Regions from separate parts of the Mus musculus genome. Here all the other regions are linked to region 3. The links are chromatin contacts, called in public Hi-C and promoter capture Hi-C maps. All regions are on one chromosome and are shown on one strand. The core of a region is the stretch at or near the end of the contact, and the rest is flanking DNA. Distances in the headings are between cores, read along the strand shown. Region 1 holds the start of Grb10 (growth factor receptor bound protein 10). Region 2 has its middle 83 kb from the start of Gm12002. Region 3 holds the start of Zpbp (zona pellucida binding protein).

Region 1 (4,147 bases), core at 365-2,864, 580 kb after region 3:
CAAGACTCATTCCTGGGAGCACATTTGACCGCAGCACTCTTGGTGAAATACTCTCAGACTCCTTCATCCTTTGCCTTACACAATTCCCTCAGCTGCAGAAATCCAGAACTCGAGGTCCACTTCTGTAAAATAGGAACCTCACTAAAATATTAGCCTTAGTGTGTGCCCGCAGGGGTGCGGGGGGTGGGGGGGGGAATTTTAATGACTGGAGTTCTGGTAAAGCAGGGCGAAACGTTAAATTGAGCACCATTTCTGAAACTCAGGGGCTCCAAATGGCTGAATCAGCATTTTCTGAAACAAAGTCTTCTGGGCCTGGCCTTTTAAACAGCCGCAAAGGGAAAGTTGTGCAATAACACATATTTACTCACTAATGCTACTTGTTTTGGACTTATTCTTTGCATCTCTTGAATGAAACAGTTACAAAAAAAGAGTTTTTCAAAAACATCCTAAAGGACTAGAGCCTTGTAAAAATCACCTGTGGCTCTCCTACTTTTCGGTCAAAGCAAATGAAAAGAAGTTCGCGGGGTTTCTTCCAACGCCAAGAAAAGACAAATACATTTTTTTTTCCAAAGTGAAGAATACCCTAATTTCCATAACGCACATGCCGCAGGCCCTCGCCAGGCAGGCGTTTGGAGAGGCAATCAGCAAAGGCAGAGAGTTGCATCAGAAATTTCCTTCTGCAAACGGTACCGCTCTTATCACGTTTCCACCGCTGGCGGGCTGCTAGTTCGTGAGCCCTCAAACTTGGTGTTAGGCCCCAGCGACGGGTAGCGGGGCCACTAACAGACCCGAAGAAAGAAAGGGGTGGGGGTTGGGGAGTGTGTGTGGGGGGGTACGGAACCTCGGGCCGCGGTCCGGGCCGCGCTCGCTTGGGACTTGGGAGTGTCTGGCACCGCTGCCCGGTCCGCCTGGCGCGCGCGCCGAGGCCCGGGGCGCAGCGGGAGCACCCGCTTCTCCGGTGACCCCCGGGCGCCCACCCTCCTCCAGGGCGGTGGCCCCTGAAAGCGCGGCCGTGACCGCAGCCCCCGCCCGAGCCCCCCGAGCCGTCGCCGTCGGACAAGACGGCTCAAGAATGTGCCGCTCGGGGCCCCGCGCCTCCCCCCGTGGGCTGGAGCGCAGGGGAGAGCGTTGCGGGGCGCCGCAGCCGCGCGCCCGCCGCCCCGTCCCGCCATCCCGTGCCGCCCCGCCGGGGGCCCGGGGCGCCGCAGCCCCCCAGACCCCCCAAGGCGACGCCCTTCCGCCCGCCGCGCCTCGCGGGGCCCCGCGTCCCGATCGCGGGCGGCCCCGAGCGCAGACAATGACGGCGCGGGGAGCCGCCCGGCCGCCGGGCCCCGCGAGGCGCGGACCACAAAAGTAACTTGCCGCGGCTCCCCGCCCAACTCCTACCTGACGTGCAGCTCCTCGTCGCCTCCGCGTGGCCGCTGGCCACACGTTGCACGAGTCACAACGGAGAAAAACCGAAGGCAAAGCCGGACACTGGACGGTCCCAGTCGCCGTGCGTGAGACGGTGCGCGGAAACTTCGTGCTCCCGTGGGTCTCGGAACGCGAATCCCGCCCGCCACTGGTCGCAGCGCCCTTCCCTTCCTGCCGCCTCCCCGCACCCCACCCCCTCGATGGGCTTTAAACTCTCCGGGCCCCGCCCGCCCTCCCCGCCTCCGCCGCCGCCTCCGCCTCCTCCTCCCCCGGCCGCTTTTCCTGCTCCTCCTCCCGCCGCCGCCCGGACCGCTCGGCGGCCGCCAGCGCGGGAGGAGCCGCGGCCTGGGCGCAGGGCGTGGCGCGGGGGGCGCGGGCTCGCGGGGTTGGCGTGGCACGATGCTCTCCCGCCCGGGCGGGAGCGCGCCCACCATGCTTGCAGCGCGCGGGACCCCCGGCGCCACGCCACCGCCCCGGTGCGCGGCCGCGCCGGCGGAAGACCGACCGGACCTGTCCCGAGGGCCATTCGGAAGGGAATTGTTCGAAACTCAGAAAGTACTCCCCAACCGCACAGTTCAAACTCTTCCTGGGCTGCGGCCGCCCGACACCGTCGTGGGCAGCCCCGGGCCCGGACAAGGAAACTCGGGCTTGCTCACGGCGGGTCGGGTCCGAGCCTCACCTTTCTCAGCCTCAGTTTCGCCAGCTGCGTGTGAGTAGCCGAAGGAGGGAAGCCTGAGAGGCCCTTCATTGTTTTCTTGAGGCAGCCGAGCAAGCCTCGTGTCCTTTACCTCTGAAGTGGGGCCCTCGTGAAAGTAAAGCCCAGACGGGCCGTGCCCGGTTTCTAAAGTGACCCACGAAAAGGCAACGGGCTAATTTGATCGGCCCCTTCGAAATAATTCTTAATGTTGTGTCGCTTTTCTAGTACAGATAGGCTACCAATAATTACACCTTTTTCTTGAGTTTCGGCTTTGTAAAAGCAGCCCTGACCGTAAATCACCGTAGTTGAGAAGACACGTGGTGTGAAACATTTGTGAATTCTCCTTCTTCTCCCTCACTCAGGCCTCTGAGGTTTGTTCCTAGAACAACTGTAGAAAGTAGAGAGACTGAGCCTAAAAAGTAACTTCTTAAAAGTAACTTCTAGAAAGTCGAGAAGCTGGGAGTGGGCTCACAGCAAGGCAAAGATTTGAAAGCTGTGCTGTGTGCATTGTCCGACGCTCTTTTTGAGCACGGCTCGGTACCTCTTGCTTTTAACAGTGGTTTTTCCGACCTCAGATTGATGTAATCAATGAAAAGTTTTTCCTTTCCTATAACTGAACACTCACTCTTATTTCTGGCCGTTGGTCCAAGACTCAGAAACCTACAAGGTGAAAATCCAGAGAAAAGGATGTGAATAAGTCTTAGATTCCCGGGGAAAGGAACACAAGAAGTCTTTTGTAGACAAAGGACTCAAAAGCGAACCGAAGCAGAGAAAACTGGGCTAACTTTTCCCAAGTTGATTGGCTTCAAACTTTACAGTTTTCCTGCAGGGTCTCACCAACGATCCATACTGCACCGGACACAAAGCCTGTCGGGTCAGGGAACTTTTACAGAGGTTTGAAAGTTTCTACATACTTTCGCAATACTTTTCCCCCCTGAATCGATTTGTTGGTAAGTTCCAAACAGTGTGGACCCTTCAGCCCTCTACATATTGATGTTGCCTTTCCAAACATGGAGATGTTTTCTTATATAACAACCACATACCTTTCAAATCCACAGATTTATATTGGTACAAAACGTGTATTTAATCTAGGTTTAAACTTTTTTTCCCCCTCAGTTTATCTGATAATTTAGAGCATTGCTTTTTCTTACAAGACCAGTCCAGTGATCTAGGTGGAAAGTTTAATCTGTGTTTCTCAGGCATTACTACTAACTAGAATGGTATGGAGATAAATGTCAAGTATTTTCTTGATGTCAAAGCCCTGGACAGGCCTTCACCCCCAAATTTCCTGGATCCCTGTAGACCCATATAGCAGCGTTCTGAACAAAGGTTTTTGCCTTATTCTTGCTGTAGCCTTAGGGTTACAGTTAGCTCCAGTGTCGAGGGAGGCCCTGGCCAGTTCTGTGAGCAGATTACACTACTTCCATCTCATATCCAGACTCCCAGCGCCCCCTGCCCACACATTCCCCAGCAGAGGTATTACAGACTCACACATTGTAAGGGTAGCAGTGTATAAATGAGCCTGGAGAACCCAGCCTCCTGGGCAAGACAGGATGGCTTTGTAGCTCACAAACTTCCCAAAGGAGTAATATATGAACTAGACTTGGGTGTTAAGGCAGGAAACGGGATTCCCTGGTAGTGAGGAATTCCATTATCCAAGTGTGAGCTTCAGGAGGCTCATTCAGCCGAAAGTAGAGAATCTGATGGACTCTAATTTTAAATTAGTAATGAGTTGATTAACATGTCTCCCTACTAATTGTAGGAATAGTGTCACTGGTAACTATTTACCTTTTGCTAGTGTCCTGCAGGCAGCAGGGGGGCTCCTGGTCAAAAGAAGGTACTAAATGGAATAAGTCATTGGAAAAATAGCAGTCAAATGTATGTCTCCATAGTGTAAATGAATGGAGTAAGGAACGGAGTGATCTCTCTGCCCCAGGCATCGTCTCAAATGTTGCCAGTAGCTTTGGCAGAGGGAAAGCATGGAGGGCAAATGGCATCCTGACAGATGCTAGTCCTGCTGCTCCGTCCTCACTGCAC
Region 2 (4,238 bases), core at 457-2,956, 770 kb after region 3:
GGGAATAAAGCTGAGCGAGCAAGCACACGTGAAGAGAGCTGGATGCTCCGACTCTCTCCCTGCTCAGCCTCACCCCAGGCCTTGTAGTCCTAGGATGTTGCTAGCAGCTTCCCAGCCTAAGGTTACAGCCATAAGCACCAGGCAAGCAGAGTCAGTATCTCCATAGCCAGAAGCCCCTTGTAGGGAGGCCCAGGCCTGGTGGGGCCTAGAAAGCCTCCTCTCAAGTCATGCTTCACCCCTTTCCTTGGGCACTCTTCAGGTCTCAATTTCAGATGCTCAGGAATGTTCGTTTGTACTAGGGTCTGTATCGTACCTGTCTTTCCTAGTTCTCAGGCAAGGTATGCAAGAAGTGATGTCCTTATTGCTCAGATGCATCAAAAAAATGCAGAGACCAGATCATCCCAGGGCCTAGCAGTCCTGATGGATGATGCTTGGATACGAGGAGGTTTTAGTGAGGGACCAAGGTCCCCAGGAGATTTCTTTTTTTTTTTTTCTTTCCATTTTTTATTAGGTATTTAGCTCATTTACATTTCCAATGCTATACCAAAAGTCCCCCATACCCACCCACCCCCACTCCCCTACCCGCCCACTCCCCCTTTTTGGCCCTGGCGTTCCCCTGTTCTGGGGCATATAAAGTTTGTGTGTCCAATGGGCCTCTCTTTCCAGTGATGGCCGACTAGGCCATCTTTTGATACATATGCAGCTAGAGTCAAGAGCTCCGGGGTACTGGTTAGTTCATAATGTTGATCCACCTATAGGGTTGCAGATCCCTTTAGCTCCTTGGGTACTTTCTCTAGCTCCTCCATTGGGAGCCCTGTGATCCATCCATTAGCTGACTGTGGGCATCCACTTCTGTGTTTGCTAGGCCCCGGCATAGTCTCACAAGAGACAGCTACATCTGGGTCCTTTCGATAAAATCTTGCTAGTGTATGCAATGGTGTCAGCGTTTGGATGCTGATTATGGGGTGGATCCCTGCCCCAGGAGATTTCTGGTTCAGGGATCCTGAATCTGCCTACCCTTCTCAGACCAGCTATAATTCAGGCTGAAATATGCACTGCTCAGGCACAGCCTTGGTTCTAACCAATGAGAAACAGTTTTTTCCTCCTGGGACTAGAGTACTTCCTGGGGTATAATGGACAAGAGGAGAGTCAGATTTGGGCCTTAGAGTAAGCTCAAGTGTCATTTTATGTCCCTGAGCCTCCACTGGTAGAAGGAGGGAACTGATGAGACCAAGACTTGGCTATTTGATAGATTCAGGAAGCCCCTGTGGACTCCACATGGCTGAATCATGGCAATGCTTAAGCGGCCCCTAGTTACTTGTCCTACTAAGTTACTTACTCCTGATTGTATAACGAAGGAGAAAAGAGCAAAGCAAATGAAGGCAGAGGAGAATGGTGGGCTCTGGCAGCTGACCCCTTAGCTCCTGTGTGGTCAAAGATGTCATAGGGCCTTGGTAGCTCCTCAGATCCACCTGACAGAAGGCGGCTTAAAAAGCCCACTGTTGCTATCACTCAGAAAATGTTGCTGCTTTGTCCAATATCCATGATGTCACTCAGGAAGATCTGGAATGGTAAATGTCGTGGTGCCATCGGAGGAGGACTTCAGCTCTCTGAAATAGAATCATGACTTAAGGGCATACTGCAATCTGCTTTCCAGGCTGAGCCTTTCTTACTCATGTGTGACTCACCCCTGACTCCCAGTGGCTTCAGCATTCACACAGCCTTAGTCTGAGTGGCTCCTAGCCATCTTGTTCTAAGCCCCACCTCAGCCAACTCCTTATCCCCGGTGCCAGTGGCTCTCTGCCCAACCTGGGGCTTGGCCAGCTGTACCCTTGAGTTGGAAACCTTCCAAAGAGCCCATTCTTCGTCCCTTCCCTGGCCACTGCCATCCCTGCAGCCTGGAGTCTCTCCAAGGACTCTGAGCTGCCTTGCAGGAACACTGCAGTCTCCCTCTCTTGGGCATTTGCCCACGAGCCATTGGCCAAGCAAGTCTTCAGGAGTTTTGTACTTAGAATTTGCTGCCAGTCTCGTTGGGGCAGACTCTGCCCATGGCATCAGTCCTGTGTTCTCAGGCTTGACGCTCCCACATGAATGAGGCCCAGAGAGTTCCGGGTCACAAACACCAATAGACTCCATTGAGAAATGAGCATGGTAACAAGAAGCACCACATTCCACAGAGGACTAAGTGGCTATAAGTGGCTTTTCTTGGGAGGTGGCTGGGTTTTGGAGGATCAATAGATGTTCTAATAAAGCACAGTAGAATGAACCCACATGGTATTTTCAGAGAAATGAAAGCTGCTCAAGCTTTCGAGTGCACAGAAGCAGAGGAGCAGCAGCCAATCTGAAAGGCTACAGCTCAGTGGAGGGGGCACTAGCCAGACCTACGCCAAGGCCAGCTCAACTCCAGTCAGAGTCAGGGTATGAAGGTGGTGACAGGGCCCACACTGTTGCTTTCAAAGACCTGGTGAGGCTGGGTTCGGAGACAAGGTGGAGAGCAATGAGTGGTCCTATCCTTGATTGACAGCCCACTTCCTCCTGTCTCATGAATCTCAAGCCTCCGCAACCGGAGGAAGGGTCTCAGATGCAAGCCCCAAAATCACAGTGCATTGCTTTCTTCAGAGGAGTATGCCAGGCAGTGTGAGGCAAGCTGCTGCCACCTGCACTCACTCGGCGCACACCCCAGTTGGGCTCATGGCCAAACCACTCATGAGCAGGTGCCAGCATAGTTAATCGCTTCTTGATCTTTCCGCTTTGAACACATTTGTATTTCTAGTGGAACACAGGAGTGGGTGGCAGCACTTAGCCCTAGGAATGTCTTTGCAATGGAACAGAGCCCTGGTGCAGAACCTCAAATCTGAAAATCTGAGTCTCCCGCAGACAGAACCCTGAGCAGCCCAGGCTCCCCTAGCCCTCTGGCTATCCCCTGCTCCTTTCACCTGGAAAAAAGCCTCTCTCTTGATGCTCACTTGAGGGGCTTCTACCCTGACCACCCACGAAGAAGAACCTCCAATCTTTGGCCCACATCTTTTCTCCCCCAGGATACTTGTTACACTCTTGATTGGCATTTCCATGTGGCTACTTGCCAGCAGGCTTACTGGAAGGGAGAGACACTAATTTGTAATTGTCTCCAGCACCCATCGGGGATTCCGACTTTGAGAAGCTCTTCTAGTGTTAGATGGGAAGAAGGAGAGATGGAAGAGGAAAGGAAGACACCAAGGAAGGAAAGAAGGGAAGGAGGGATGATGGTTGGAAGAAGGAATGAGGGACAGGGGAAGATAGAAAGGAGAAAGGGAAGAGGAAAGGAGAGAAAAATAGAAAGGAGGATACGAGTGTACCAAGTGCTTCTGCACTCCTGGGCTCAGGGGTAGATTCTGAGGACAGAGCCTTGAGAGGAGACAGAGCACAGCAGTGATTTGGGATGCTTGCTTTCTCCACAACTCTTCATCCCTCCCTGCCCCAAGAGCATCTGTCATGCTAGCCTTCAGCTTCCTTGGGTCTTCAGAATCTCCTGTCCTTAGTCCTCTGGACCTTTCCTTCTACCTGGTGGCTGAACTAATCCCCTCTTCCGTGACAGCGGAATTCTGCTATAACAAAAAAAAAAAAAAAAAAAAAAAAGAATTACCAGGAAAAGTGTGCCACTCTGATGGAGTATTAGAGGAAATGCTGGGACCAGTTGGTACCTGAATCCCATGTGACCATATTTGTGGCCTGCAGGGCTATCCATGAAAGATTACTCTCAGTTAGCCCTGAGGGTCTCAGTTTGCACAGATGATGGCTTCTGGTCCTAGAAAATGTTCCAGGCCCTTCAGGAACAAGGTAGGATGCTTTGAGCAGAGGAGAGATGTCCCCTGAACTTTTTTGGATGCCTTGAGCACTTAATCCCCTACTGAAGAAGGTGACACCATGGTAGAGTCTAAAACCATGCTCAGACCAATTTGTGCTACTGTGCATTAGAGTGACTGCTCCTCTGCTCAGAATGGAGAGATGTGGCTGTTCCCAGGCATAGCTTGGGACAGCAACCAAGTACCTTCATCCCTTTCTGATCCACGTACATGGGATAAAACAGGACAATGGAGCCATTGATCCTACAAATTTATGAGGTGATTTGTTTGATCTGCTATTTGTTTGGCTCCTTTATTTCTTTTTGCTTCTGTGATGGAAAGATATTGACACACTCTTGTTTAAATCTTTTACATTCCAAACCATGAGACATGTGTCCCTGAAGTTAACATGATGAA
Region 3 (4,114 bases), core at 209-2,708:
ACTCCCCCACCCACCCACTCCCACTTCTTGGCCCTGGCGTTCCCCTGTACTGAGGCATATACAGTTTGCAAGACCAAGGGGCCTCTCTTTCCGATCCAGGAAAGCAAAGGCATCCAGGACTCAAACCCAGACTTGGAGGCAGCAGGCTAAGCGGAAGCACGGGGGAATAGTGCTTACCGACTAGCTTCCTCTGGCTTGCTCAGCCTGCTTTCTGACATTGCCTGGGACCACCTGCCCAGGGATGACACCACCTCCCAGAGGACCGGCCCCTCCCACATCAAAAGCAATTAAGAAAAATACCCCCACAGACCGCTCATACGTCAATCTGATAGTCAAATCTTCAATTGAGGTTTCCTATTCCCTGGTAACTACAGATTGTGTCAAGTTAAAAAAAAAATAAAAAACTAGTAAGCATGCCCCATTTCTTTCCTTTAACCACAGTATCCCTTTCTTCACACTTCTTCTACATCTGTATCCTTGGTTACTTTATAGTTCTCTTATTTGAATAAACTTTAACTCTGACAAATGTACCTTTAGTACATTTAGGATCTATGGGACACAGATTATTGCTAGTAAGTCTACAATTTCAACATAAAGAGAGGGAGAGGGAGAGAGACCAAACCTTGCTAGCTAAAAAGCCAATCTAGTAAGCGCTCATTTCTTTCTCCGATATATATTTTTGAAACTAGGATACGTGTTTCCAACTACACCCTGCATTTTACATCCAGAACCAACAGAGGGCGCTGCACTATCAAGGATGGTCTAAAAGCTCACTAGGTTCACAGCACAAATTCAGTACTATACAGAGCTACATAGACTCGCTCTGAAACACACGGCTGGCAATGACCCACGAACTGAAGTTTTATTAAGGCACTTTTAAAGTTCGGATAATCTCTTGGAGCAGGGCCTCCTTCACGAGCCCACAGAGGTCTTTTCTATGCAAATGTAGTTTTCAAGATTCCTACACAAAACTAGGCTCACTGGGGCTGTCCCTGCCAGAGAGGGTGTCCTTGTGTAGTCGGAGTCACGTGACACGGGGCCAACGCAATTCTCGTGAGGAGCCGCGGCAGCCAGAGCTCCCGCCATGCGGCGCCGAGCCTCACCTGCAGGGGGCGCCCGCAGCAAGGCGCAGAGCAGGACGGCGGCCAGCGACAGCGGCGAGAGCACGGAGCCCGAGGCCCCGGCCCGCCGCCGGCCCCGCGGAGCCCGGCCCGGGGCCAAGGCCTCCATCCACACGCCGCCGACGGCCGAGCCTCGGCGCAGAAGGTCGTTACCTGGCGCGCGCCCACCCGCCGCCGGAAGTTGGCAGACGGCAGGCCGGAAGGACGGACCGACGGACGCGCCACTTCCGCTCGGGTGATGTGCGGGAGGTGTGCTAGCTTGGGACCCAGCTTGGGTACACATGGGAGGCAAGAGGTCGATCCCCTAGGGGCTCCCTTGACTTCGAGGCCCCGCACCACTAAGGAAACCCTCCAGAACCTGGCTGGTCTGAGATTCCAAAGCGAGAAGAATCTTGTGTCGCAAAGTTCTAACCTTTGCCTTCCCGTGGTGTCTGTGTGCAGAGGAGAAGCCCCTCTTATTACCTTAGCAGTGGATTGAGTTTCAGCCTTTAGGTGCCTAATGGCAGCAGATCCTGAGAACGGATGACTTAATGAATGTACACCTCTCATAAACTTCCTGGCTATAGTAATGCCAATGCATGAAGTTCCTGACTGTTGTAATGCGAACGATTGTGCATTATCAGTGTGTGGGACTTAATAGAAAATGCATGCAGTGAACACCTAGGAGAAATTAAAGGTATTGCCTTAAAAAGTGGCATGATGGGAAAATGGAGGAAATAGACCTTAGATGACATTGACTTTCATGCAGTACTCGGCTTGGAAGATCATCCTCAACTTGGATTCAGGAAAACATAAAGAACCAGCTCACGGACCGTTTAGAATGAGAATGTATTTAAATTGAAAGAATCATACATCTTTTCTGCCTTTGGAAGGATTTAATGATAGTCCAACTAGGATAAAAATAAATTTTATACAAATATATAGAAACACTAGAAGCAGGCTGTTAAATGTTTTCACTTTTAATATGAAGAGATGGGTAATACGGAGTGGAGTAAAAACTTACTGACCTTCGTGTTTTGGATAAACTGTCCAGGACCTTATGCTGAAAACTTACCCATTTATTTCAACGTTATTGCTTGTTTTGTTGTATATTGCAAATTTTCAGTCATCATCATAGGTGGTCGTGGCTACATTCTGCTTATCCTTACTATCATACAATTGATCTGATTTAAATATTCTATACCTGACTCTTGTAGAAGCTTACCTTCTTTATTTAAGGAGGTGTGAGCTATTACCCTTCGGATTGTAATAATTAAACTTAGTTGCAATTTTCATGCAAAACCAAATTGTCTAGTTAAAAAACAGCTCTTAAGTGGACTGCTATGCTTATCGTTTAAAATAGATCGTTTTTTATGCTGCCATTTACTGAAATAACATAAATACCTCATTGTTTTCGTTCTAAGAATTGTGGTAACTTAAAGAAACTGCAGATAATTTAAGGCATTTAAGAATGGACTTTTACATTGGCTATGATTTATGAATTATTTTTCTTAAAAATCAGTATACTATATCTTCCTTGTTAGCGTATTTAAATTAAACATATACCAATGTTTATAATTTATTCCAACCCGAAAAGTTATTTCTAGTTTGTGTGTGTTTGTGTGTGTGTGTTTGTGTGTGTGTAGGAGAGAGAGAGAGAGAGAGAGAGAGTATATATGAAAGAGAGAGACTGTATATGTATTCACTACATCAACTTCAGTATATTCTTTCAGTTACTATCTTGCCCACAAAATATGAACATGTTAAATTTTTACATATACATGTGTGTGTGTGCATGTGTGTGTGTATTGGTTTCCTGAGCATTGGAGAAAAAGGTATAATGGAAATATTACTAGGACTTTTTTCTGTGGTTTGCCTAAAGAATTCCATTATGATGTACATAATAAGTAGTTCCGTGAGCTATGGTTCTACCTGTTGCCAAGCAGCAAAGGCTCTTTTTGTGTTTTTTTATTATTATTATTATGTCCTATTTCTATACTGGCCTATCTCCCTTTCAGCAGAAAAAAATTACCTTAAGACTTTTTAAATGACTAACATTTAGAAAATTGAATTAATTTTATGGTGGATTAATCCTAATCTTCCATTACTGGAAATATGGGTTTTTAATAGTTAAATGGTAAAAAAAAAAAAAAAAAAAAAAAACAAAGGAATTTAATTCATAATCCTCAAAACTGATGAGACAGTACATGGATATGGAGGTCAAGACCATGCCTGGGAAGATCAGTATCCCTAGAAGGTTCATCTTCTCAGAAGGAAAGGCTATTGAGCATCCAGATTACCCGCACTACAGTAACCTCTTACAGAAAATGAACATGCCCTCTGTGAAAGGACTTGAAGACAGACATAACTGTGTCAGATTTGAAAAGAAATGCAACCCTACATTTTTAAAATTTCATCCTTATCCACCTTCAGTCTTGCCGGACTATCATCTTCACTACCCCTATCCCCCACCATATGGGAGGGCATATCCATTAGCACCATTGCGTGACGATGTGCCCTTGGGTGACCCCTGCTCAGGATTTATGAGTCCTGGTGGAGATGCTAATTTAAAGCCTAATATAGGCAGAGCCATACCAAACCTGGTGAGTTTCCATGATGTGAAACCTCAAAATCGAGTTCCTAGACCAGACAAAGGATTTCAAACAACAATAAAAAGGCAAACAATACTTGCAGAAGAACTAAAACAGGATAGGAGATGGAATTCCAGGAAAGTGCCAGACATTTCCATCAAGGCAAAGCTTGGAGGTAAGTAAAGCAACATAGTTTTTATATGTTCTTCAAGTGACGCAAAGGAGAATGAGCTTGAGATTTTTTTAAATTTTAGCAGTTAAATTGACATAAAATGACTGAACAAATTATTTTCAATTGGATTTTAAGAAGGTCTTACAAGTGATACAATGTATAAATCTGCTTGTAAAACACAAATGATTTTTTTTAATTTAAGTTTAATTGGTCAACAGCAAATATATTAACAATTAATTTATTTTAATTAT

What was found. Promoter capture Hi-C pulls out the DNA fragments that hold promoters and counts their contacts. Hi-C and Micro-C count contacts between places; a contact is called where the count stands out from the background.
Region 1: a contact with region 3 is called in a promoter capture Hi-C map of embryonic stem cells, with 4 times the contacts expected there. The contact joins the promoter of Grb10 here to the promoter of Zpbp in region 3. A contact is called at or near these places in 14 of 39 promoter capture datasets (the C10 cell line, cranial neural crest, embryonic stem cells and 8 more), 4 of 484 Hi-C or Micro-C datasets (embryonic stem cells, nephron progenitors and rod photoreceptor), 4 of 115 datasets of contacts at active chromatin or transcription factors (astrocytes, embryonic stem cells, large pre-B cells and 1 more) and 4 of 9 other capture datasets (adipose tissue, embryonic stem cells, liver and 1 more).
Region 2: a contact with region 3 is called in a Hi-C map of muscle stem cells, with 4 times the contacts expected there. The contact joins the enhancer-like site here to the promoter of Zpbp in region 3. A contact is called at or near these places in 5 of 39 promoter capture datasets (embryonic stem cells, frontonasal cranial neural crest, hippocampal neurons and 2 more), 1 of 484 Hi-C or Micro-C datasets (muscle stem cells) and 1 of 9 other capture datasets (adipose tissue).

The regions. Positions count from the first base shown.
Region 1 is chr11:12,035,806-12,039,952 of GRCm38.p6, forward strand. Grb10 (growth factor receptor bound protein 10) reads right to left here and starts at 1,615. Exons shown (of 17, transcript NM_010345.4): 1 at 1,387-1,615.
Region 2 is chr11:12,229,860-12,234,097 of GRCm38.p6, forward strand. No RefSeq gene overlaps it. Among named protein-coding and RNA genes, the nearest start is that of Gm12002, 83 kb to the right of the region's middle. Within about 2 kb of position 1,707, at least 97 of the 459 cell types and tissues checked have an H3K27ac peak or open chromatin away from gene starts, as enhancers often do. A contact at or near this core is called in muscle stem cells, where this site is marked.
Region 3 is chr11:11,460,961-11,465,074 of GRCm38.p6, forward strand. It overlaps Zpbp (zona pellucida binding protein), which reads right to left and starts at 1,459. Exons shown (of 8, transcript NM_015785.2): 1 at 1,104-1,459. The coding sequence starts at 1,404. It overlaps Spata48 (spermatogenesis associated 48), which reads left to right and starts at 2,784. Exons shown (of 9, transcript NM_001347068.1): 1 at 2,784-3,866. The coding sequence starts at 3,296.